Linked DNA regions of Mus musculus: region 2 is linked to region 1. The links are chromatin contacts, called in public ChIA-PET maps. All regions are on one chromosome and are shown on one strand. Each heading gives the region's core, a stretch centred on a gene start, on an enhancer-like site or on the middle of the called end of the contact. The rest is flanking DNA. Distances are from core to core; before and after follow the strand shown.

What was found. ChIA-PET counts read pairs in DNA pulled down with a chosen protein or histone mark.
Region 2: an RNA polymerase II ChIA-PET map of memory CD8 T cells shows a contact between it and region 1, with 11 read pairs. The contact joins two enhancer-like sites. A contact is called at or near these places in 4 of 39 promoter capture datasets (the 3T3-L1 cell line, hippocampal neurons and pre-B cells), 1 of 484 Hi-C or Micro-C datasets (liver), 1 of 115 datasets of contacts at active chromatin or transcription factors (memory CD8 T cells) and 1 of 9 other capture datasets (pancreatic islet).

What each region holds. Positions count from the first base shown.
Region 1 is chr10:60,135,088-60,140,990 of GRCm38.p6, forward strand. It overlaps a transcript of Spock2 not described here. Among named protein-coding and RNA genes, the nearest start is that of Mir6906, 11 kb to the left of the region's middle. Within about 2 kb of position 3,769, at least 31 of the 459 cell types and tissues checked have an H3K27ac peak or open chromatin away from gene starts, as enhancers often do. A contact at or near this core is called in memory CD8 T cells, where this site is marked.
Region 2 is chr10:60,378,110-60,384,012 of GRCm38.p6, forward strand. Cdh23 (cadherin 23 (otocadherin)) reads right to left here. Exons shown (of 71, transcript NM_023370.3): 34 at 4,545-4,646; 35 at 4,387-4,389; 36 at 1,088-1,237; 37 at 638-766. It also overlaps a transcript of Vsir not described here. Among named protein-coding and RNA genes, the nearest start is that of Gm17455, 19 kb to the right of the region's middle. Within about 2 kb of position 3,237, at least 59 of the 459 cell types and tissues checked have an H3K27ac peak or open chromatin away from gene starts, as enhancers often do. A contact at or near this core is called in memory CD8 T cells, where this site is marked.

The DNA of each region.
Region 1 (5,903 bases), core at 2,519-5,018:
TCTTTATCTGCCTATTACTCAGCCTAAGGAAACAAGTTCACTCTACACACGCATAAAGGAAAGCAAATGTTATTTTTAAGAAAATGGAAAATAAAAACTTTATAAACACCACCTGCTGAGAAACCTTTGCTTATTCTGCCTTAGTGTTGTCTTAAGAGTAGATCTTGGCAGATGAGACCCTGTGGTCCAGACTATCTCAGTTAGCTCTGTGCTCTTACCATTGCAAGAGAGACCTTGGAGAAGGCCAGCCTGATTCATCCACAGAGGACCAGGCACAGTGTGAAACGCTTAGCATTATTGCAAAGATGCCTCCCGTCTAAATTAGCCTCTCTGTCAGTAAGCATGCCCCTACGTCTCAGCTACAAAGCAGAGATAAAGCCAGATTGTGTGTTAACACATCATGGACTCTTCCCTGTGGTTTTTCCTTTAATTAAAAAACATCACATTTATTTATTTATTTTTTCCTGTGAGTGTGTGTGCGTGCATGAGCTGTGTGTAGGTCAGAAGACAACTTGAGGGAACTGGGCCTGTCCTCCCAGCAAGTGTGGGTCCTGAGGATAATTCTGGTTGTCTGGGTTCGGTGATAGGAACTTTTTTTCTACCCACTGAGCCATGCGTGTGTCTTTTAAAATCACTTCATACGATGCTGGGAAATGGCTCACTGAGTAAAGTCACATGACTTAATTTGGTTCCTGAGACCCGTATGGTGGAAGGAGACACTTGACTCTAGCAAGTTGTCCTCTGACCTACAATACACATACCCACACATACACAGCCACACTCACACTACACCCTCACCCCATATACACAACCGAAATAAAACTATAAAAAAATAAAATGACTTTGTAGGTACATGGTATCATCCATTATGGTCTCTCCTGGTGGGTTTTTTTTGGACACTGGTTCTGCTCTGTTGATATAAATAGGGCTGTGATGGGTTTGGGCCTCATCTTGGGTTATTTCTCTAGCTCAAAGTTCCAGATTGGAATGGTCATGTGACAGGTAGTGGCTTTGTTTTTTCCTTCCTTCCTTCCTTCCTTCCTTCCTTCCATCCATCCTTTCTTCCTTCCTGTATGAAAATTCACTCTATCTGCATGTACACCTGCAGGCCAGGAGAGGGCGTCAGATCTCATTACAGATGGTTGTGAGCCACCATGTGGTTGCTGGAATTTGAACTCAAGACCTCTGGAAGAGCAGTCAGTGCTCTTAATTGCTGAGCCATCTCTCCAGCCCCTTCTCATTTTCTTAATGCAGTCTGGCCTGGAACTCTGTAGGCCAAACTGGCCTTGAACTCATGGCAAACCTCCTGCCTCAGCCCATGAGTGCTGAGGGCGCAGGCACCACTGACACACTCAGCTTCCTTTCTAAGCCACAGAATATGGAAGTTGTCACGTCGTAGCCTTTCCAATGTTCCAAACACCACCACAACCTAGTTCTAGAACTTTCCTCATAGTTGTAAGCTGGGGATGGAACCCAGGATGTTGCGTGAGCTAAGCACACAGTACCAGTGAACTTAAGCCACACGGTAATTCCAACACAGCAAACAGCTTTTTCTGGAAGGCTGACCTGTCAGGGGCAGCCCTGTCAGCAGCACGTACTGTGTGAGGCCCCTCCATGCTGGCCTGCATACAAATACTGATTTCCTAGGCCTTGTACAGTTGGCAAAAGAGCCACGCATTATTTTTATTTCTTACTGGATTTGGAGACTTACACTGTGACTCTTCCGCTCAGACCTCACCACTCCCTGTAGTTTCAATAAGAAACCCCTGAGGGCCCCATGTTAGTCCCCACTTGAGAGCCCCGAGGGGGTAGCAGGGCCTTTAGGAGCTGGAGCCCAGTGGGTAGCAGGGAATTCTGGGATGTTGACCTTTTTTTCCTCTTTCTCTTTGCTTCTCGGACAAGCGAACAGCTTGCTCCACTTCAGGCTCCTCCTGTAATGGTGATTTTTCTCATTGTTTGCACAACACACCCGATAAAAGCAACACAGGAAAGAAGGGCTGATTTTGGCTCAGAGTTTGAGGATACAGTCTGTCATAGTGGGGAAGGCATGCATCAGGGACATGAGGCACGTGGGCTGGGGACAATGCCGCCCATATTTAGTATGAACCTTCCAGCATTAGTTAAACCTGTCTGGAAACCACAGATTAACCCGGAGGCACGTCTCCTAGGCAATCCCAAATCCAGTCAAAGTGACAGAGAGGTCAAACTCCACACCCCAACCACAGCCCCAAGGCATGAGGCCTAGTGACCTTGGACCAAAATCTCTGGAGTCACTTCAGAAGACCCTTCTTCCAGAAGACCTAAGCTTCTTTGGTGGACTAGTGTCTCACTCCCTGACAGTCCCCTACCTAAACACATCTTCCTTTTAACCAGCTTTTTGTCATGAGAGTGGGGTCTGGAGGCCAGACCCCGCCTGGGAACGTCACCTCTAGCTGGAAGACCATCTGTGACCACAGGTAAGTGACTGTGAAGAGAAGTAGACCGTGGGTCAGGGCTTGAGTCTATCACTAGCCTGAGCTCGAAGCTTGTTTGTTGAAGTGTTTGGATCAGCTCCAAGGAGGCTGCACAGTTGATGATGGCCAGTTCACCGGAGGGAGCCCTCCTCGGGAGCATCCCCAACTTTCAAGGCAAGTTTGGCTCTTCCACTTCATGGACCAGCATTTATTCTGAAATCATTCACCCACTGTTGACATATCCCAGCAGTCTGGATGCCCACGGTTGCTTGGGCTAGTAGCAAACAGAATGTTGCTAGGGACAGACGCAGGCCAACTGGCAGCACAGGCTGAAGCCTTCCAGACTTATGGGGTACCCACTGCTCCTGACTTCCCTGGACATGTCCCCGTTTTCAGCCAGTCTCTTACCCCTCCTTTGCCTAGCATCTTGCTTCTCTGGTATTTAGACTTCTGGGGACTGAACAGAATATATATTGACTTCACTCAAGTTCTGGGGGATGGTAGCTGGGGCCCAGGAGCTGCTGAGAACAAACCTAAGAGAAAAAACCAAATGTGCACAGACACAGCTCCATACAGGTTGCGTCCCTGCCACCCATCTGCCCAGCACTGTGACCATCACACACGTCTCAGGATGCTCGAGAAGAAGAGTACTCAACTGAAACCAAACAAAGCCCCTACCATACACATACATATTTACCTGGCATTTGACGTCAGTAAAATTGTCAGAATCCATTCATGGGTCACAGTGGGATATGTGAGAACATACATACACTGTGCAGCGGGAAAATTGGGGCACCGCCACGTCTGTCTGCCTCCACAAACATTCATTATTTCTTTGTTTTAGCAACATTCAAGGTCCCCCCCACCTCCCAGAAGGGCTTCAGGGGGCAAGAGTTAGTGCAAGAAAAGCACTGAGTTGGACAGCTGGGAAGTAAGTAATTGATTAGAGAAGTTGTTCATGCCATTGGCAGATAAGAGTAACAGTAAGGCAAAGGCTGGGAGGAGAACCCGGGCCCTAGAACCAGAAACTGACAACAAGGCAGGCTCTCTGCAGAGAGGAAATCAGGACACACAGCAGATATGGGCTCTTCCATGAGGATGGGGTGAGCAAGGCCACAGCCAGGCTCTCTGAGCCCCAGGAAGGAGACAGGGAAGCAGGCAGGGAGCAGAATGTGTGGCCACCAACACAGCCTCTGTGGTAAAGTCCCTTCCCTGGGTGAGAGATCCCAGCCCAGGGAATTTGCTAGCTAAGGCCTCACAGAGAACACGGCAGTAAAGTACCTGTTAGTGTCTGTGAGAGGCGGGTGCTGCAGACATTGTGGCCTGGCAGGACTCCAATGTCACATCCCTACACACCGTGCTTTCGGTTTCAAAATACACAACTCCTTGACAATCATGGTTTCTCCACCCAATACAAAACTCTAGTAACCCCATTTACCCATCCTCGCCCAGTGCTCTTCCCACACACTTCTCTTTCAACTACAGCTTGTGCCCACTCTGTGAGATAGCTTCTATATGAGACTATACTATTGTATTGTAGACAGCAGCTGTCTGTCTGCAATCTGACCTGTTTCACTTAATACAGTGGCCTCCGGTTTCATTCATATTGCCACCAAAGACATGCTTTTTATGGCTGTATAGTATTTCATGCATATGAGCATCTCATTTAAAAAGCACATTGATGTCTTTATTGTGTGTGTGTGTACATGCCATAGCACGCGTGTGAAAACCAGAAAAATGTCTAGCGGGCATCCACTCTCTCCTTCCGTTCTGTGTGTCCTGGGGTTTGAGCTTACTCCTGGGGCGTGACTGCAAGCGCCTTTACCAATGAGTCATCTTGCCAGGCCCCGAGGCACTGCATTTTAAGTCTGGCTATGGGCTCCTAGGTTGGTTCCATAGTCACTGTTGTGAATAGTGCTTCAGTGAGAGGGAACGGGCAGTTGTCTGTTTAGCATGCCAACTTCCTTCCCTTCCCCTGGGTATATAACCAGCGCTGAGCTTGCTGTGTCGTGTGGTTTTATTCCTAGGTTTTTAATAACACTCATACTGTCCTCCGGGATAACTGAACTAATATGAGCAGCCACCAGCTACAGAAAAGCTTTCTTTTTCTTCAAGTCCTCACCAGTTTCTGTTCTTTGTTTGTTTTGGAGTGTGTGTGTGTGTGTGTGTGTGTGTGTGCGTGCTGTAGCTCAGGCTAGCTCACTAACTATATAGCAGAGGCCGTCCTTAAACTCCAGATCATACCTCTGCCTCCCATGTGCTGGAATCTCAGGTGTGCATGTGTTACCATGACTGGCGTGTTTTTGTCTTCTTGATCAGAATCATCCTGACTGGGATGAGGTGACACTGGGGTCATTTGTGGTTTTGATCTGCCCTTCCCCAGTGATTTAGTGGAATTAAATGCTTTTTCAAAATGGTGTCAACTATTCATTTGTTATCTTGCTATATGGATTATACACACATACGGAGGTCAGAGGACACTTCTGGAACAGATAGTTCTCTCTTCCACTGTGGGCTCTGGGGATTGAACTCAGACCTTCAGGAGGAAGTGGCAATCGCTCTTACCTGCTGAGCCATTTTGCCGGCCCTCGTTGACTCTTTATCTCCCGAGAAATGTCTTTAGAGATGAGAACTTTGGTGTAAAATCAGAACTGCTTTTCTGCTGTTGAGCTGATAGAGTCCCATACACGTTCTGGAGGTCAATCCCTCGTCCCACAGGGCAGCGGCGGCGGCCTTTCTAAGCCTGCCCGCATTGCTCCAATTTTTCCATGTGCTGTTGAAACCAGCAAAGCTTTTATTCCGAGCATAACAGATAAGGGAAAGGAGGGGGCTCCATCTGGGCTGATCGTGCAAGAACACTTGCTTGCCCAGCGTGAGCAGCCCCTGGATTTGATCTCCATCCCAGAGGGGGAAACCATCAATTGTTTCTATATCAGCACCCTGAGTGTTCCCACACTGCACAGTCCTCCCTGATGGTCCTTTACAGGGACTCTGGCCACTCTTCCCAACCTCTTGTATATAATTCCGCTGGAAGTGCGTGTGGCTTGGCCAGGGGTGGTGGGTATGAGGGAGGTGGGTAGAGTATATTGATGGGGAAGAACTGGGGGCGGGGGCTTCATCTACAAAGTCATGGGGGAGTTGTAACCTATGCTGGGGGCACACCTTCCTGAACAGCTGCTTTAAGGTCACCCAGGCTCCTGCCAGTATCCATTCATTCATTGCTCTGTAAGTACGCCTAGTGAAGTCATAAGGCCCCCAGGGTGAATTCTGATGAAATTGTACCTTAGTTTGACACTGGGACCTTGAGGAGAGAGAATAACGATCACCCACTGTGGTGGTTTGGAAGAAAATGGTCCCCATAGGCTCATAGGGAAGTGACACAAAAGGAGGTGTGTCTTTGTTGGAGGAAGTGTGTCACTAGGGGGCGGCCTTGGAGGTCTTAGATACTCA
Region 2 (5,903 bases), core at 1,987-4,486, 240 kb after region 1:
TCTCTGGTAAGCAGAGAGGGGTTCTGGAATATTCTTTTGCAACCCTCTGGAGTCGTGATGACACACTGAGCCGGTTTGTAGGGGAGTTCAGCGTTGCCTTGGTGGCCTCTAGGCTCTCGGCTTCTGAAGAGGAGCAGTGTGGGCTGCTTAGAACCTCATGGTGCACAGGCCAGGCCCAAGACCTCAGCAGCCACTGTAGTCAGCGTGGTACTTCACTGTGCAGCAGAAGCAGGCCAGGTGGGGTTCTATTGGCCATTGCATATGTGGGGAAACTGAGGCCCAGCCAAACAGAAGAAATGATTTGTCCAAGGACCTACTATGTTCCTGACAGGGTCAGCATCCCACCAGCTCCACTAGGCATTTGTTCTATTGGCTATTTCTTATTTTATGTATGTATGTATGTATGTATGTATGTATGTATGTATGTATGTATGTATGTATGAATATATATATTGAGACAGGGTCTCATGTAGCTCAGGGTGGTCTCAAATTTAAGATATAGTTAAGAATGACCTTGAACTGCTGCTCTGGCCTCTGACACCTTCTAAGTGTCTGGATGATAGGCATGTGCCTGTACCATCAAGCCTGGCTCTTCTGACTCTTGTGGCAAGGGTAGGCAGAGCCAGTGGGTGCTCACCTTGAGGATGTAGTGGTCCAGTTCTTCCCTGTCCAGGGGCTTAGCCACAAACACTTCACCAATGGAGTCATTGCTGGTGATAATCTCAAAGGCCCCAGCAATGTTACCAGAGGCCAGGGAGAAGACCACCTGTGGAAAGAGAGGGTACAGGGAAAGGAGGTGACTGGTCAGATTCATGGGGCTGCCTTGCCTCCATGCTCGCTATGACTCTATCCTTCTGGGGTCCTGGGAGAAAGAGATAATGCCAAGGAATGGGATCAGGCCGTATGTACCTGGCAAGTACCCAGTCCTGGGGATGTTAGCCAGCAGCCTCGGAACCTAGAGAGTGAGCCTGAGTCTCCCCACGTAAATGTCCATTCCCGCTTGCTAACACAAAGCTTGCTGGCTCAGACGGTCCCTGAGGACTCTGAAACACCCTCCAGCCTGGGTGGACCCTGGCTTGATGCCTACCTGTCCATTGCTGCCAGCATCAGGGTCCCGGGCCTTGACTGTGGCTACTCGCTGGCCCACAGGACAGTCCTCAGGCACACTGATGGCTGAGTCCGAGGTGAAGTCGAAGCGTGGGCTGTTATCATTCTCATCCAGAACGGTGATGTAGACCTGGGGGCAGACACACTCAGCCACCTCCTGCCTCCTTCTCCAAAATATCCTTAGGTCATGAGGTCAGCAGGGGCCTTGAGCAAACCTTCAAGTCCCAAGCTCCATCCCACCTTCTCTGAGCAATATCCGTGTGTGTGTGTGTGTGTGTGTGTGTGTGTGTGTGCGTGCGTGCGTGTGTGTGTGTGGTGTTGCACACGTATCACAGGGCCAGAACAGCAAAGAGAGGGGCCAGTGAAGACTGTCTAATATGGTACAGGGAGGGACAGGGACAGCTGGACAGCTGGGTTCCAGCTCATGGGAATGAAGGCCTGGAATAGCCCCCTGGCACTGGCTGGCATCACTTCCTGTTTTTCAGCATGATTAAGGAGTTCAGATTCTTATATGAAATAAGACGATGAATCACAGAAATGAGAATCCTGGGCTGCTGGCTGGTTGAAGCAGCTGCTGGCCAGATTTCAGCCTTCTTGTCCACAGTTCTGTATTAAAGAGAGAGGATCAGGCCAGGAGCAGGAGGCTACTGTGACCCGGTGGGGAAGGAAACTCCAGGAAACAGCATTTTCTTTCAAGTCTGAGGCCTGGATCTCGGGTGGAGAAGAGCACCAGGAACGGGAAGAGAGAAGGGTCACTGTGGGTGTGACCACCAGCCCCAGGAAGATCATAGGCCATAGAGACTACACACACGGCTACATTCACTGCCAGGGGCAGGTTGGGAGGTAGCCTGGGTTTTAAGAACTGCTTCAAGCTGCTCTACTCACCCCAGGCCAGTCCTCACCATCCTTTTGAGGGCCGTGATTTCTGGATCCCATAGCTGACAGCCTTTTGGTATGCACAGTGCTCATGGTCCTTAGGGACCCTTTCCATCTTACAGAAGAAAGCCACTGTGCCCAACCTCAAATCAGGCTGCCTTGCCTGGTTTCAGTCCCCCCAAGACTCTCCCCCCAAGCATCAGGCTGATGTCAGAAGCTGGGGGTGGTGGTAGGGGTGTCAATTCCTCCATGGCTGGCTGTGTGACTTTACACATAGTTACTCGACCTCTCTGGTTTTCCATTTTCTCAGCGGAAAACTTCTGAACCAAGAAGACTTGAGCACTGGATGTAGGAAGCAGGAAATGAGCAAGCACGGGTACAGGTGGTGTATAGTAATCTCCATTACCCCTCCTCTTCCTGTCTGATGGACACTCAGCCTTTCTCCATAGGCCTGTACTTATCTACCAGGGAATAAGTAGTCTGAGTCTGCTAAGGAAGCAAGTTGCTATGGGAAATGGAAACAGTGATAGCTAGTATACCCCATGCTCAGAGCCAAACCAGACAGAGTGAGCTGTCCTGTGTGCGTACATGCATGCGTGCGTGCGTGCGTGCGTGCGTGCGTGCGTGTGCGTGTGTGTGTGTGTGTGTAACTGGCCCTTCAAATTCTTTGGTCAGTTAGGGTCCTCACACCACAGGACCTATGTATACCCTGTTCCCTGTGCCAGAAAAACAAACAAACAAACAAACAAACAAACAAACAAACAAACCTTTCCCTGTTGGCTGCATTAACCCCTGGTCAGCCTGAGTGACTTTAGGCAAGCCCACCCCAGCGTTCCCTGACATTATGTCATAGTGACGCTGTGATAGGGTCCCCTCCCCACCTGAATCTAGCTCTTGCCTTGCAGGCAGGGTTAAATCTGCTGTGGGTTTCTGCTGCATCAGGAGCCCAGCCAGCACAGGCTGGGCCTGGCATAGTCAGTCAATGGTGGTGCTGTGGTTGCTACTTTCTGGTGGTGATAGGGGTGTGGGGGGAGAAGGGAGCCAGCTCTGGTAGGTGAAGAGAGGATGGAGGCCTTCTCCAGCTCCCAGCCTCAGAACCTCACCTCCCTGCCCATCCCCCATCCCCCAGTATACAACCCAGGAGCTCCTATAGCTGAGACTTCCTTCCGGCCTTTCCCCCCACCCCATTGCTGAAGCAGGAAGGAGTCAGGTGGAGGTGAGCTGTGGTTTGGCTACTGGCCCTGGAAAGGAAATTGTACCACCTTTAAAGGCCTTTTGTACGTGCACTGTAGCAACTCAAACAGCACGGGGGCCAACTGGGCTGGGTATCTGGGGCATGAAACAGGTTTTGCTTCTTGGAAGAGAGCTGAGTGGGGGAGAGAGTCTGAAGTTCCTGTCATCCACATCAGAAAGGGTTGCCCGGATGCCAGAGTGGTACCACGCTCTCATGGGATACCCAGCAGCCACCGAGGGCCGAAGGGCAGCGGGGGCCCACGATACCGAGGAAGATGCTAAGGTCTGCTACCCATATCTGCTAAGTTTCCTGCTGGGAGATTTAGGATGTGGTGTACTTGTCTGCTGCCCCAGGAGTTAAAGAAAGCTAAGTGTGTGTGGGTCAAAGCCCCATTCACACCCCCTACCTCTGCTCTGCCCCACCCCCAACCTGCTGAACTCCACCCTCAGGCCCAGTCCTTCTGGGGGCTCTGTCTGACACTCCTGAGCACACAGTCTTGGCAGTGGGGCTCACCCTGTGGACACAGCTACCATGCCAAGACCTCCCTGGGTGCTGGCCCTGAATACCCTCCTTTCCATGTCTCTCTTCCTGAGATCTGCCATCCCTTCTGAGGAGGGCAAGGTTGCTGGCAGGATTCTCTCTTTAGGGGGGGCAGGGGAAGCACACAGAGAGGCTAAGTAGCTTTGCTTTGTCACACAGCCTCTGAGGAGCCCTCAGGTCTCTTTCTGGGTATGTTCCAAGTATTTCTTTATTACTGCACTTCTGTCTCATGATTCCTTAGGGAATGGATGGACCATGGAGGACACAGCTTGGGAGAGGAGAATGGGTGGGCAGCAGAGGTCTGAGAGGAAGCCCTGCTGTAAATGTTTATGTTTCCCCTCTTTTTACACCGTTGATTGGTTTAGTGTGTGTTGGGGTGGCTGGGTGAGTATGGATGGGGGCGGGTAAGCGTGAACACGGGGCATGGCATCTTGTGAAGGTCACAGGATGACTTAGAGTCGGTTCTCTTCTACCGTGTGGGTCCCAGGGACCAGACCAAGGTCACCAGGCTTGGTCGCAATCACCTTTCTTCTCTGCACCAACTGGACAGCCCTCTGCCCTGTGGGCCCTATCTCCAGGGAAGGTCTGTGCACCACCAGTGGTACGAGGCAGTTCATGGGCTAACTCACCTTCTGTAGGCACAGCGGGAGCAGGGGCAGGAACAGGAAGGGAGAGAAAACAGATATAGATGGTTACTGGCTGGCCTGGTACCTTCCACCCACTGCCCATGGGTCAGGTGCTGGGGAATATTGGGTGGGGGCGGAGCTGCCACCCAGGACCCACTCACCACAGTAGAGTCCACCTTGGGGCCGCCATCGTCTGCCACGACTGTCAATGTGTAGAAGTCGCCCTTCTCTCTGTCGACCAAGCCTTTGACTGTGATCACACCCTGTGGGGTATGGGGTAGGGGTGAGGATGACAATTATCAGGCAGCCATTCTCTGCTCCAGCTGGAGCCTACCATCCCCTCACCCCACTCTGCCAGCCATGTTCACAGCACCGTCCTGACACAACTTTCCCATGAGTCTACAGGCTGAAATCCCATTGCTCTTATGGCCCATCCAGATTCCAGCCATCTCTTCTACAAGGGTCTCCTACCTCCCATCACCCCACCAGAATACTGTTCCCGCATATTCTCTGGATGCTCACACTCATAGCTTTTCTGCCCCAGAGCTCTCGGTCTGCCTACATTCCCAGTCTCCCTCGGGACAAGGCCTGGTCCACTGCAGGCATGGTTCTCATCCACCCTGCCAGGGCAAGCAGTGCACAGGCAGACATCAGAGATCAGAGCCATACTACTTGATTCACAAGGTGGGACCTGCATGTGGCGGTGGCTGGCCTGACTGCTGAAGTCTGTGCACAGGAAGACTGCTTTCTAGGAGGCCTGGGAGTTGCTAATACTGCCCTCTGTGCTATGATTGCCCTGGCTGTCAATTGCAGCCCTTCCATCAGATTGGGATTCATACCTTGACTATCATCAAAGAAGGGATCCTAGAGGAAGACCCACTAAATCGAGGGAGATGGGCTGGGGGTAAGGAGCAGTAGTACCAGATACCTAGCTTAGTATAGCTACGGAAGAGATGGGAAAGAGCTAGACCTGAGTTTCCATTCAGACAGAGTAAAAAGGGAAATAAGATTACTTGGATAAAGATAGGCTAGAAAATATGTCAGAAGGCACGATTCCTTAGAATTTCCTGGTAATGGGAGCATCTGGGAAGAGGAAAGGAACGTAGACGGTGCATAATAGACTGTGTTTTCACACTGGAGCCTCCATAAAATCCCCCGACCTGTGTGATTGGGAGAACATCTGGACTAACAATGAATATATGGAGTTTATTTTATTTTATTTTATTTTATTTTATTTTATTTTATTTTATTTTATTAGAGGCAGGGTCTTGGCATGTAACCTAGGTTGGTTTGGAGATCTAGATCCTCTTGCTTCAGCGTCCTAAGAACTGGGATTACAGAGGGGACTGGGCTGTGCCTGGAAGGGGCATGACTCCTTTGAAGGAGCCTCGGAATTGGCCATGGTAAGCAAGTAAAATGTTTCTGAAGAGTCTGTAACCAGCTACCTGAAGCTCAGGAGGCATCCCAGGAACTTTTACTGCGGATTAATCAGGGAACACATTAAACAGCTGGAGACCCGA